4 separate regions of the Mus musculus genome follow, and regions 2, 3 and 4 are each linked to region 1. Evidence: chromatin contacts called from public HiChIP or PLAC-seq and promoter capture Hi-C data. All regions are on one chromosome and are shown on one strand. The core of a region is the stretch at or near the end of the contact, and the rest is flanking DNA. Distances in the headings are between cores, read along the strand shown.

The links. Promoter capture Hi-C pulls out the DNA fragments that hold promoters and counts their contacts. HiChIP or PLAC-seq counts read pairs in DNA pulled down with a chosen protein or histone mark.
Region 2: a contact with region 1 is called in a promoter capture Hi-C map of macrophages, with 11 read pairs. The contact joins the enhancer-like site here to the promoter of Prdm1 in region 1. A contact is called at or near these places in 1 of 39 promoter capture datasets (macrophages), 4 of 484 Hi-C or Micro-C datasets (bone marrow-derived macrophages, macrophages and uterus), 6 of 115 datasets of contacts at active chromatin or transcription factors (bone marrow-derived dendritic cells, bone marrow-derived macrophages, embryonic stem cells and 3 more) and 5 of 9 other capture datasets (adipose tissue, bone marrow-derived macrophages, liver and 2 more).
Region 3: a BATF HiChIP or PLAC-seq map of CD8 T cells shows a contact between it and region 1, with 13 read pairs. The contact joins the enhancer-like site here to the promoter of Prdm1 in region 1. A contact is called at or near these places in 1 of 39 promoter capture datasets (macrophages), 2 of 15 datasets of contacts at CTCF or cohesin (large pre-B cells and pro-B cells), 5 of 484 Hi-C or Micro-C datasets (B cells, adipose-derived mesenchymal stem cells, cerebral cortex and 1 more), 14 of 115 datasets of contacts at active chromatin or transcription factors (the 230-238 cell line, CD8 T cells, bone marrow-derived dendritic cells and 6 more) and 4 of 9 other capture datasets (adipose tissue, embryonic stem cells, liver and 1 more).
Region 4: a contact with region 1 is called in an H3K4me3 HiChIP or PLAC-seq map of the 230-238 cell line, with 29 read pairs. The contact joins the promoter of Atg5 here to the promoter of Prdm1 in region 1. A contact is called at or near these places in 6 of 39 promoter capture datasets (HPC-7-derived erythroid cells, hematopoietic stem and progenitor cells, hippocampal neurons and 2 more), 11 of 484 Hi-C or Micro-C datasets (B cells, CD4 T cells, LSK cells and 4 more), 13 of 115 datasets of contacts at active chromatin or transcription factors (the 230-238 cell line, the SCID.adh cell line, bone marrow-derived macrophages and 6 more) and 4 of 9 other capture datasets (adipose tissue, embryonic stem cells, liver and 1 more).

Annotation. Positions count from the first base shown.
Region 1 is chr10:44,457,288-44,460,071 of GRCm38.p6, reverse strand. Prdm1 (PR domain containing 1, with ZNF domain) reads left to right here and starts at 1,324. Exons shown (of 7, transcript NM_007548.4): 1 at 1,324-1,605. The coding sequence starts at 1,564.
Region 2 is chr10:44,657,144-44,660,305 of GRCm38.p6, reverse strand. All of the region lies in intron 2 of Gm35154 (a long non-coding RNA gene), which reads right to left. Among named protein-coding and RNA genes, the nearest start is that of Gm35154, 60 kb to the right of the region's middle. Within about 2 kb of position 1,760, at least 11 of the 459 cell types and tissues checked have an H3K27ac peak or open chromatin away from gene starts, as enhancers often do. A contact at or near this core is called in bone marrow-derived macrophages and macrophages, where this site is marked.
Region 3 is chr10:44,675,339-44,678,473 of GRCm38.p6, reverse strand. All of the region lies in intron 2 of Gm35154 (a long non-coding RNA gene), which reads right to left. Among named protein-coding and RNA genes, the nearest start is that of Gm22503, 55 kb to the left of the region's middle. Within about 2 kb of position 1,698, at least 17 of the 459 cell types and tissues checked have an H3K27ac peak or open chromatin away from gene starts, as enhancers often do. A contact at or near this core is called in CD8 T cells, bone marrow-derived macrophages and trophoblast stem cells, where this site is marked.
Region 4 is chr10:44,266,873-44,269,747 of GRCm38.p6, reverse strand. Atg5 (autophagy related 5) reads right to left here and starts at 1,409. Exons shown (of 8, transcript NM_053069.6): 1 at 1,164-1,409. Gm40637 (a long non-coding RNA gene) reads left to right here and starts at 1,546. Exons shown (of 2, transcript XR_871625.2): 1 at 1,546-1,635; 2 at 1,787-2,006.

The DNA.
Region 1 (2,784 bases), core at 75-2,574:
AACAAGCCTGTCTTTATGATTGAGTTGGGCTTTTGTTTTGCTGTGTTTCATTTCTTCCTGTAAACAAATACTCAAATGTCCACTTCATTGTATGACTAAGTTGGTATCATTAGGTTGGGTCTGGGTGTGTGAATGTGGGTGTGGATCTGGATGTGGGTGGGTGTGTATGCCCCGTGTGTTTAGAATACTAGAAAAGATACCACATCGTAAACTTTTGGGAGAGATGATTTTTAAAAATGGGGGTGGGGGTGAGGGGAACCTGCGATGAGGCAAGCAAGATAAGGGGAAGACTTGAGTTTCTGTGATCTAAAAAGTCGCTGTGATGGGATGCTGGCTATAAATGGGCCCTTAGCAGCATTGTTTCTGTGAATTGGAGGATCCCTGCTGAAGGCAAAAGACCATTGAAGGAAGTACCGCATCTGGTTTGTTTTGTAATGAGAAGCAGGAATGCAAGGTCCACGCTCTTAATAATAAACAAACAGGACATTGTATGCCATCATCACAGGATGTCCTTCCTTCTCCAGAAGACAGACTGGGGCTGAAGGAAAAGCCGGCCAGGCTCAGAACGAGCCCCACTAATTACTGCCTCCAACAGCTTTCCACTCACTGCCCCCAGCCCAACATCCCCTTTTTAACTGGGAAGCATTCCTACTCTCCATTGTACGCACACGCTCGGAAGCCTGGCTGTGGGTTTGGGCATGAGAGGCAGGGACAACAAAACCAGTATATATGATTATAACTTTTTCCTGTTTCCCTATTTCCAAATGGTCGAAAGGAGGAAGTTAGGTCTACCTAAGCTGAATGTATTCAGTTAGCAGGAGAAATGAAATCCTATACGTTTAATACTAGAGGAGAACCGCCTTAGAATATTTATTTCATTGGCAATGACTCCAGGACTACACAGCGAAATTGTATTGCATGTGCTGCCAAAATACTTTAGCTCTTTCCTTCGAAGTACGTCGGATCCTGTAATTGAGACACCGAGTTTAGGTGACTAGGGTTTTCTTTTGAGGAGGAGTCCCCCACCCCGCCCCGCTCTGCCGCGACAGGAAGCTAGCGATCCGGAGGACTTAGAATACAATCGTAGTGTGGGTAAACATGGAGGGCAAGCGCCTGCAAAGGGAAGTAAGAAGATTCCCAGTCCTTGTTGAAATCCATTTGCAAACAGAGGAAGCTGCCGCGGGTCGCAGTCGGTGGGGGGAAGCCCTGAACCCCACGCTGCACGGCTGGGCTGGCCAGGTGCGGCCACGCCCCCATCGCGGCGGCTGGTAGGAGTGAATCAGACCGTCAGTATTGGTAAAGAAGTCTGCGGCAGGGCAGGGAGGGGGAAGAGTAGTCAGTCGCTCGCTCACTCGCTCGCTCGCACAGACACTGCTGCAGTGACACTCGGCCCTCCAGTGTCGCGGAGACGCAAGAGCAGCGCGCAGCACCTGTCCGCCCGGAGCGAGCCCGGCCCGCGGCCGTAGAAAAGGAGGGACCGCCGAGGTGCGCGTCAGTACTGCTCAGCCCGGCAGGGACGCGGGAGGATGTGGACTGGGTGGACATGAGAGAGGCTTATCTCAGATGTTGGATCTTCTCTTGGAAAAACGTGTGGGTACGACCTTGGTAAGGAACCAGATTCTGTCTTTAATACGATTTGAAACCTTTTATCCCTTTTTCTTTCTTCCTTTTTTTTTTAACTTTTCTTTTCTCCCCCCTCCCCCTTTTAAAAAAAAAAAAAGAATGAAGCCTCAGTAGAAACCAGCGCTTCTGTTTTAGTACGCGGAGCACTGTCAAACATTTAGAAGACTTTTTTCCTCCGTATGAATCATTAACCCTTTCAGTTCTAGACATAATTGTCAATTCACTGAAATTTCAGTAGTGGTTCTTGTCCGCTTCGCCACTCGCTGCCTTTACATTACTGTAACTATCCCGGGTTGACTTAGGTTTTCACTTGTATTTAACATCGTTTGTTCCACATGACCTTACATGTTGGAACTAAATAAGAATGAGATAGTTTAAGTTGTACCCGGGACAAGGACAAGTAAGCATCTTTCCCCTTCTCGGAGCGTCCTATCTAGGGACGAATTGTAAAGACCAGCTCCGGAGAGGGACTCCCGCTGTACTGTGTTTACATTTTCACAAGCGCGCGTTCTAACATGGTTATCCTTATTCCTAATTTTTATCTGCGGCGTCTATGTGGGAATACGTTGCAGAGGCTGTTTTATCTTTCTTGCTTTTCCTCTTTGGAAAGGACTTTTTCCGAGGGCAGATAAGAGGAGGATCCCCAAGTCTTCTGTATAACTTTAGTTACAGTAAACTGTGCCACTTCAGTGACTTCTGGGAATTCATGCACTTTCACATTTAAATAGAAAGTGCTATTTGTGGCTGAGGGCTCCTAAAGGAATTCTCTTCAGGGAATTCTATTGACTTTTTTTTTAATATGTTTTGTTTTTAATTTTTCTATCTGGCTCGAGATGCCCACGGATTAAAAAAACAAACAAAACTGCTGGGTGTTTCCCTCTTCCCCAATTTTTCTTTTCCTGTGGTCCATGGGAGCTCGGGAAGGCTGGTACTCAAGGATGCTGGCAGGATGCAACCCCTCTCAGGCTTGCCTGCTGGAGGATGAAAGAGACTGAACGCGCGCGCGCGCGCGGCAGAGGGAGGGGACCTAGTTGTTTTGAAAGTTGCTTCGCTAGGGAGCTGGTGGGAAAGTTCAGTTTTCCCCATTTGGAAAAGGCAGACTGGGTTCCGCTCCTGCACCACACGTGTTTTCCATTTTTAGCTTCATTCAGACGCAGGCAG
Region 2 (3,162 bases), core at 511-3,010, 200 kb before region 1:
AATATATTTGAACTGAGTATGGAAACTCTATTAGAATTACTAGACCAAGCCTAAGATAAGAACCCATATGATGGGGAATAGGAGTTAGACAACATAACTGCTGGACCAAAATAAATCCACAAACTTAAATAACAATGCATGGAGTTTGCTTCACAATAGTATTAAATGCTCTCCCTCCCAGGTCCTCCAAAATGTATTAGCAAGAAATAGGAGAGATAGACATGAGCTTCAGCATCACAGTATCTTCCTCTTTCAAGAAGGAAATCCACTGAGCTTTGTTAGAAAAGCCAGATTTCTACTTAAGGTCTAAGAATGGGAGACAGTGAAAGGAGCTGGTTTACTAACATGCTTGGACACCGTGCAGGGAGCTAGTATTTCAAGCACATGGCAAACAATGGGAAAGAGGGTGTAATGAGTTACAGAGTAAGTACTGTTTACTCCTGAGTGGCCCCTGTGCTGCTCTATACCTCCTGGAAATTGTTTATGGGCACAGATCCTGTGATCATGGGGCTATGATTAGCAGATGCTGACAGTGTGACAGTGGAAAAGGCATGAATCACCATTGCTCCATATAGGAGAAAACCAAACAACATCAACCGTCCTTAGAAGTTAACTTCTCTTTCCATCGTCTAAGCTGTGGAGACTGACTTGGTACTGTGCAACAGGGCAGAGAAGGAGAAGGAGAAGGAGAGAGAAGGGGAAGGACTATATTTTCTATTTGGAAATTCCACTTACGAAAAAACTCATGATTTGTGAAAATATAAATCCTTAATTTGTAAGAAACAGCTAATGACATCATAAATGTATTTAACTACTGAGTTTCCAAAGGACCCAAAGCTGCATTTCCTAAGTGGTCATATCAATAGAAACACATTCACTACACTTCAGTCTAAACAACTGAGAACTAGAAATACGAAGGGTACATAAGAAGGCAAAGAAAATTGATGACTTCTTCATATTTCTAAGAATTGTCTATCAATGAGTTTGGCTTGATGATTGAGACTTTCAATAATATGCCAAAAGACTAGAAGTAATGTGTTTTCATCTAGAAATAGCAAGGGAAAGGGCCAGAAAAAATACCTTTTCTGAACACAGACGAAGACCTTTGTTAAGGTCTGCACAACATGGCTTAGCTAAGATGCTTTACCTGTCTTCAGACTTAACAAAAAACAAAACAAACAAAAGAAATACTGATCTCAACTGAAGTGATACACAGAGAACAAGGCATCTCTGTGCAAGCCTGCCTGGATAAGTAAGAGAGACTAATATGCATTAACTAAGGGCAGTGTTTGAGAAAAACTTAATAACTTGGAAGGTTTGAATGTTCTGAACTTGTGGCATCTGCCCCTTTGAATGGGATTCAGTCATCCCATATCTTGAGTGTCCCTTTCAAAAACAGCTCTCAAGTAAAAGTGCATACACCCCCTGTCACAGAAGCAAGTCAGAAAATAGCTTCCTTTCATCTTTGTGTGGGCCCTCTCTACTCTGGATCTGAGCGCTGACCCTTAATAACTAATGGAAAGTAGGCCAGGAAAATCAACTAACTACAGGCAACCAAGGAGAAGAAATGTTCTCAAAATTCTACATAAGGTAGACTATGTTAAGACAACTGAGCTTATGTGCTGGTTTGTTTGTTTGTTTGTTTGTTTGTTTGTTTGTTAATCTCTCCATGATGACCCACAGAGGAGCACAGGAAATACCCCAGGGTTAGACAAGGCCTTCCTTCATCCACAGCTGAGTCTGATGAGGTTCTCCTGGCAGCACCCCAAAGCCAAAAAAGACTTTGTTTCTGTCTTCTCAAAGTCCTGACCTCCAGGATTTAAGGAACCAATAACAGTTTCTCATTTCTTGAGTTATTTTTCTCATGCAACCCATGGCAGCTGTTTGCCAGCTCAGCATTCAGACTAATTTGTTGCAGAAAATGGGGTAAACACATGTTTACCAAGATCTCAGGATTACCATGAGGCCTAAGTGCGTATTATACGTGACCAAGTAAGACATGTGAGACTTTCATTAGCTTTCTGTATTACAAAATCAGAACTTGAGGTCCAGAACACTTCTTTTTGAGATATCTTGGTTTCCCACATTTGTTATTTTATTTTGGTTTGGTTTGGAAAGACAGATGACATGTTATTCTGAAACACTGAAGACTGTACTTCTGTATTAGTTACAGTACATTTAAAAAACAGTTTTTGCCTATATGTACAGGAACTGTGGGATTTAAGGGTAGACAGGTAATCCTGCATGCTTACTTTGTAGACTAAAAATTCTGTGCAGTTAATGAAGGGAGAGTATATGCTGCTTGAGTTGTTTCACACATTAAATCCTATTAATGTTCAAGTTCATATATTTTTATCATGCTACTATTTGCCTTCAGTTGGGAAAAAAAAAAGTAACATTAATTTCAGAAAGACAAACTGCCCTTTGGTTGTCCTGTCTGTAGCTGACAGCTCTTAGCAGCCACATGCATTTACTTCCTTAAAAATAGTTTCCAGGAACTCTTCAGTGAGCCAGAGCTTCCCAAGACAAAGCCAGCATGCTGCCCCTCTGCCTTCCCTGGAATTCTGAGCAACAGTTGGTGAGGAAAAGGCATAGTGTTGAGGGAACATTTTCCTCAAGTTTAAAGCCTGCTCAAACATCAGAGTTGCAATCCAACTGAAGTATTTTGGTGCATGATTGTATGCATCTATCCATGTCCAAATGCAACTTCCGGTTGCTAAGATGAGAGCGCAGTCAAAATATTTGATGCAATAGTGAAAAGGCTTCTTAGATATCAAAGAGTGTCAAAACCACACTACTATGAGTTAAGTGTAAATGAATCAAAAACTTGTGACTCGTATTTCCCTAAGAACACACATGGATTTTTTGTTAAGAAGAAATGAATGAAGAAAAAAAAAGTCCCAACACAATAAAGTTGGCATATTGTTCACTAATGCTTAAAAGAAAATAATTAAGTACTTACAAAACACACGAAAGGGATTTGACTAACCAGATCTGAGAGTACAGGCATGTTTCTCAGCTGTTCCCAGCCCAGTGCATCTATCTTCAGGGACCTATCTCCTATGACTCAACCCAACTGAAGCACAAAAGCACATACTCTTAGTCAAGTTATAATGAAAAACAGACTCAGGCACGGTGATACATGCCTTTAATTCCAGCACG
Region 3 (3,135 bases), core at 449-2,948, 220 kb before region 1:
TTCATTAGGACACAGTCACACTCATTCATTTACATAGTGTCTAGGGCTAGTTCAGAAGATGTCTTGGAGATAGAACGACCCACAAGTCCTAAACTATTTTCCGTCTCTGGCCTTATAGAGAAAATAAAATGACTGACCCTTGATCTAAACCAGTGTTTCTCAACCTGCTGCTACCATTTAATACATTTCCTTATGTTTTACCAAGAAGCTCCCAACCATAAAATTATTTTGTTATTAATTCATAACTAATTTTGCTATGGTTATGAATTGTAATGTAAAATCTGATATGTAGAATATCTAACATGTGACCTCCTTCATGACCCATATTTGAAAACCGAAATCTGGAGGAGATTGTGAAAACAGAACAAAAACCATGCATGCTCCTCAAAGCACTCTTCAGCCACTGCTCTGTGGATAGCAAACCCTGCCATCTACATACCTGTGTTCTTTCAAAAAGTTGACGTGTAAACTAAAATTCAATTTCATCCATAAGCAGCTGCTTTTACCTAAGTCTGTCTGATTTCCTTGTGCTCCATTACTCCCTGGCTAGCTTGTAGCACCTTACTTTGGACAACAGTGGGTGCCCTGCCCCTGCCAAAACATGTTGTGCTCCAGTTAATATACTATATTTTTTAAAAGATCCAGAGACGCAATAGCCAATAACATGATTACTTACTCACAACATGCCAATGAAATATTAGTATTTGTCTAATCATGAACATTATCCACAAACTTGTAACAGTGGGATCATCAAGGGCTCTCCCTCTGCTCACCCACACTTCTTCAACCACTATACCTATAGACTCACAAAGACATTTGGGTATTGGCAAATGAACCCCTCCTTGTTTGGGGAGATGAGCCTGGGCCTGAATTTTGTACTAGAATTACTTTAAGTGGTTTCAGTAAGCGTGGTTCAACACCTGTGCCATCAGCATCATCTGAGAACTTGCTAGAAGTGTAAATTCTCAGGTTGTATCCCTGAATTATTGAATTGGAAATTATAGGGGTGGAGCATAGACATCTGTTGTTATTTATAGTGTTCCCATTGAAGAAAGAAGGAAAGAAATGCTGATTTAAGGACCTGGCATCATTCCTGAAGATGGAACCAGAAGAAAAGAACATTATGCTCCCCATTACTGCCTGTCCATGAAGTCTTTCTCCGGCCAACATTTGCTTTACATGTGCAAATCCCTAGGGAGAAGTATTTCTTCTTTGACTTTACTGGAGCAAATACTGAATAGAAAAACACATTACAATGCACCCAGTGATCAAATATCTGACCTCAATTATGCTCACTGTATTTTGTTTGATGCTTATCAGAGTTCTAGCAATATATGAGTCAGTGTAAAAAATGGATCCTATATATCTACTCCAGTGAACACCTAACCAATACTATGTCATAGTCTGATAAAAGAATTTTTCAGCTAAAAAAGACTGCCAACAAGCATCTCTTATTAAGATGCAAATCAAGCACTTTGAATGAAAAAGTTGGTATCTGGAACTTGGGAACTTTCACTGATGGAAAAGTTGAGAACATTTAGTTGGGGAATGGGCATTTGAGCTAATCCAGCTGCAAATTACATTTTTAGAATTGGACAAATGCACTGTCCAATTAGAGAAGGGTGTATGGGACAGGGCAGTAGCAGAGGAATGACATCCTGAAGAACTAAGGACTAGAGCACAGAGCTGGAGTGAGTGTGACGTAAGAGGAAGTAGAGGGAACAAGATGCACACAGTGGTGCTTTCCTTCATTATTTTAACAGATCACCACAACTTCTGTTTGAGACTAGAAGGAAGCCGGAAGTGAGTCACCACTGAGGTAGTTCAGCAGGACATAAAGGTAGTTAAAGCAGGGGAAGATAGAGAGAAACAGACAGATTTCGGAGCATATAGATTTTCTGATACAGAGTGGAGGAAGCAGGAGTCCAGGCTGACTCCTGAGTTTCAGCTGCAGGGAACTCATTAGCACAAACCCATAACTCAAGGTCTTCCTCTAGAAGAAGACCAAAAGGAAGCAGGCTGAGAAAAACCAGAAGGAAAGACTGTTGCAATGGTAATGGAAGACAATGGAAGAATGAGAGGTTCTGATTCCTACTCATAGAGAAGAACTCAGAAAGAATTGCCATTTTATAGGACACATATTACAACTAGGCATCCTGGCAGAGAATGTGTCCCAGGTTCTTCCTCAGGGAAAAATTTACTCTATCCTTTCAAACCTTATCTCTAATTATAGAGATTTTCATTTTGTCATAAGGATAGATGAAGTCATTAAAGTCTAGTCAAACAAAAAGCTATTTGACCAAATTAATTGTGTCTATAAAATATATGACAGAAGTCTCAGCTGCCCAAGATTCTGTCCCATAATTCTGACTTTTTGATAGCATTGAAAATATCTTAGTCCTAAGACAACTTGCCTCAGAACTTCCCGTGAAGTCTATCAAATATTACCTCAGGTAAAAAACTTCTTCAATCAGTGATGGCCCAGCACTTGGGAGGCAGAAGCAGGAAGATTTCTACAAGTTTGAGGCCAGTGTGGTCTTTAGAGCGAGTTCCAGGATAGCCAAGGGTATACATCAAAACCCTGTCTTGGAAAAATTAATGTTAAACAACAACAACAACAAAAACCTACTTCATACTCAAGGATCCACACAGGCAGGTATAACAAGTTGGCCATCACACAAAAGTCAGCCTAAAGGTTAAAGGCTAGCTGCCAGGACCAGAACCTCAGTCTTCTCATGTCCCCCAGCAATGCAAGTGAAATATAAAATGGGCATCCAGGGCAGCTATGGACTGGGAAGCAACAGAGAAGCATGCACATATGAAACCTAAAGATTCTGTGCACTTGGGAGCTTATACTTTCCTCCAGATACAGGTTATCCTTCACCAAAAATAAAATAAACATCAACAGAAATGTTGTTTGCTTTTGAGTTGTTTACCCTGGGTTACAGGGCCTGATGCTGGTACAATTTCTGTCAAGCTGTTAGTTTCACTTTAACTTTTATTCCAAATGATTCTTTGGCAAGAATGGGACAAGGCTGAAGCAGGTGGCCTCCGAGCATGCATCTATAACTCCCACGTACTGCACTAGGCACTGAAGCTACATCAACTACACTTGATCATCACAGAAATCCAATG
Region 4 (2,875 bases), core at 160-2,659, 190 kb after region 1:
CACTATGCAGACCGGGATTAAAGCTGTGTGTGTGTGTTTGTGTGTTCTTTTCGGAGACAAGAGTCTTGCTCTGTAGTACAGGCTGGCCTCCAACCCAAAGCAACCTTCCTTCCTCAGCTTCTCTAGCACAAGGATTAGAAACGTGGGCAATCACAGTTGGGGTTTGTTTTGTTTTCGGGTTATAGTTTGGTTTTGTGCTGCTCAAGATCCAATGCAGGGCCAAAAAATGCTAGGTTGTTTTTGGGCTTTGGAGGATGTTGTCTGTGTGTTGCAAAGAGTACCATGCCCTCTAGGATTGCAGCAAACTCACTAAATAGCCAAGGCTGGCCTTAAACTCCTGATTTTCCTGCCTTCACCCCACCTCCACTGCTGGAATTAAAGGTACAGGCCACAAAACTGGGCTCAAAGTACAATTAAACTTAGTGTAACATTCTCACCTGCCAAGACAACTACCATAAAGCCAATGTTCTTGTTCTCAAATTTCAATTCAAACAATAATTTTAATGAAGTCAGAATATTTGCATCTGACTCAAATACTCGGTATCAAGGACCCAAGATACTTATCAGGTGAATTCTAGAAGGCTTTAGATAGTCAACTGCTCCTGGGGTTCTGACTAGTGAAGACTTGCTATGCTTTCTCAGTGAAAACAATGCTACATGCTTTGGGAGAAAAACCTACATGCCACCCAGATTCTTAGGTTCCTCAAGTTTATATTCTTTGAGAGCAATTTCAACAAAGTAACTAAATAAACGAAAGTGTTCTACTAACAGAAAAATGCATTTGTTAGTATTAAGTACTAAAATTAAACTGAGACTCAAAGAACTGCATCGAAGAGAAACAGTCTGCGTTTAGATAGAATCAAAAAGCACCGAAACAATTACGATTTAAATAAAATGCAAGTCCTTAACTTGAGCTCCAGACTCGATGCTACATTTCCTACCTTAGTAAGGAACTGACATACTAACTACCCAAAGGGACAGCTAGACTGCCCAAGGGCTCCCGGGCCGGTGTCTCGCCAACCCCACCTCCGCCCAGCGGCACCGCCTCCCCCGCCATCCCTCCGGGTGCGCTCTTTACACGGGCCGCTCGCCCGCAGCCCCTGCCCCTGCCCGGTCCCACTCCCGCCCCACACTTCCACGCCCGGGACACACATGAGCCCTACCCGAGGTGCCGGCTCTGCTCCGGCTTCCCGCAGCGCGAAAGCCGCTCGGTCGGGTTCTGTCTGCCGGGATCACACTGTCCTGCAGAGGCGCAGGAGCAGAAGTCCCAGTGCGCGCGCAGCCGCACAGTGCTGCCGCCCGGGTCAGAAAACAGCCCGACGGGCACTTCCGCCCTCGGAACCAGAGTGAACCGCAGCGCCGGGCGCCCACCGTAGGTCCAGTCACCCTCGGCGCCCGGAGATGACGTCACCAAGACCACGTGGCAAGCGCTCCGCCCTCCGAGCGCGGCCCAACCTGGCAAGACCTGAGTTGCTCCTGAGCGTGCGCAGACACACAGGGAGCGCCTGAACTCGGAACGAGTTTGCCGGTTTTCTTCTTGGATGGACAGAACGCAGTCGTTGGTGTTCCCGGTTGTCAGTGTGACAGTTGTGGAAGAACAGAGAAATAAAGGATCCTGAGACATCGGCTGCCGTGGTAGCAGCATTTTTCTCTTCCTCACAAAACAGTATTGTAAAAACCTTACTTTTAAGGGTGGTTGGGATGGTTTAATTTAGTTGGGTTAGAGTCAGGACAGGGGTATCAAGCTGCAAGTCTGGGACTTAACTAGGTATCTCGTGTTCCTCAGTCTCCCAAGTGCTAGAACTGCAGACGTGAGCCACCACACCCGGCTTTCAAGGTAAACCACATTCATTTGCTCGGTAGAACCTCCCCACTCCTGTAGGACCACAGTAGGCATTAGTGGCTGTATTTAACCCCAGTTGGTAAAAGTACCAAAACCTCCCTCACCTCTAAGAGTACCTTTCCTACTCTTATTGCTTTGAAAATAAAACAAAACGTAAAGAGTACTTGATCTGGGTCTTCACTCACCAAACATTTTAACACCCTCCTCCTCGTCCTCCTCCACCTTCTCTTCCTCCTTCTCTTCTCCCCTCTTACTCTTCTCTTTCCTTCCCCCACCCGGAGAGGATGAGGTGTCCAACTAGATCCTAAGAGATGGTAAATGGAGCCCCGGGAGCTGCAGTTACAGGCAGTTGTGAGGCACCCAGTGCAGGCACTGGAAATGATTTTAGTCTTTTGCGAGATCAGTGAGCACAATTAACTCTTAACTACACTGATCTGTAGGTATTTCTCCAGCCTTTTTTTTTCTTTCCTTTCTTCCTCCTTTTTTGGGTTTGAGACAAGCTCTCGTGCAACGCTGACTGACCTCAAACTCTATGTATAATCATGGATACTCTTTAACCCCCATCCTCCGATCTGACCTTGAATTTACCATCCTTCTGCTTCAATTTCTCTACTGGAATTTCTGCCACGACACTTTGCTCTGTCAGCAGCGGCAGAGCCTGGCTAGAGCCATGAATCTAAATAAAGGCAGTGTTACCTGAAGAAACCCAAGAGGGTCTTGTCAGACTTCTGTTGAGGAGAAGCTGGGTTGGCCTTCATAAGGCTCCACCTAATGTAATTTGGTGCCATTCTCTGGTTATCCTGGGTGTGGACCTTGTACCAGTGTCCACGTCCTGGCCAGTACTTAATAAAACTTGCTCCAAATTTGCCTCAAACTTTGTTGTAGTGATCTTGCTCTTGTCCCATGAGTTTGACACCTTTCTTTTGTGAGGTTCCTTGAGCCTTGGAGGAGATGGTGTCCCTTTTATGGCTGAGCATACAATAGTCATTTATTTTCAGTGCTTAGACCAGGTATGATTTCAGCTAGTAACTG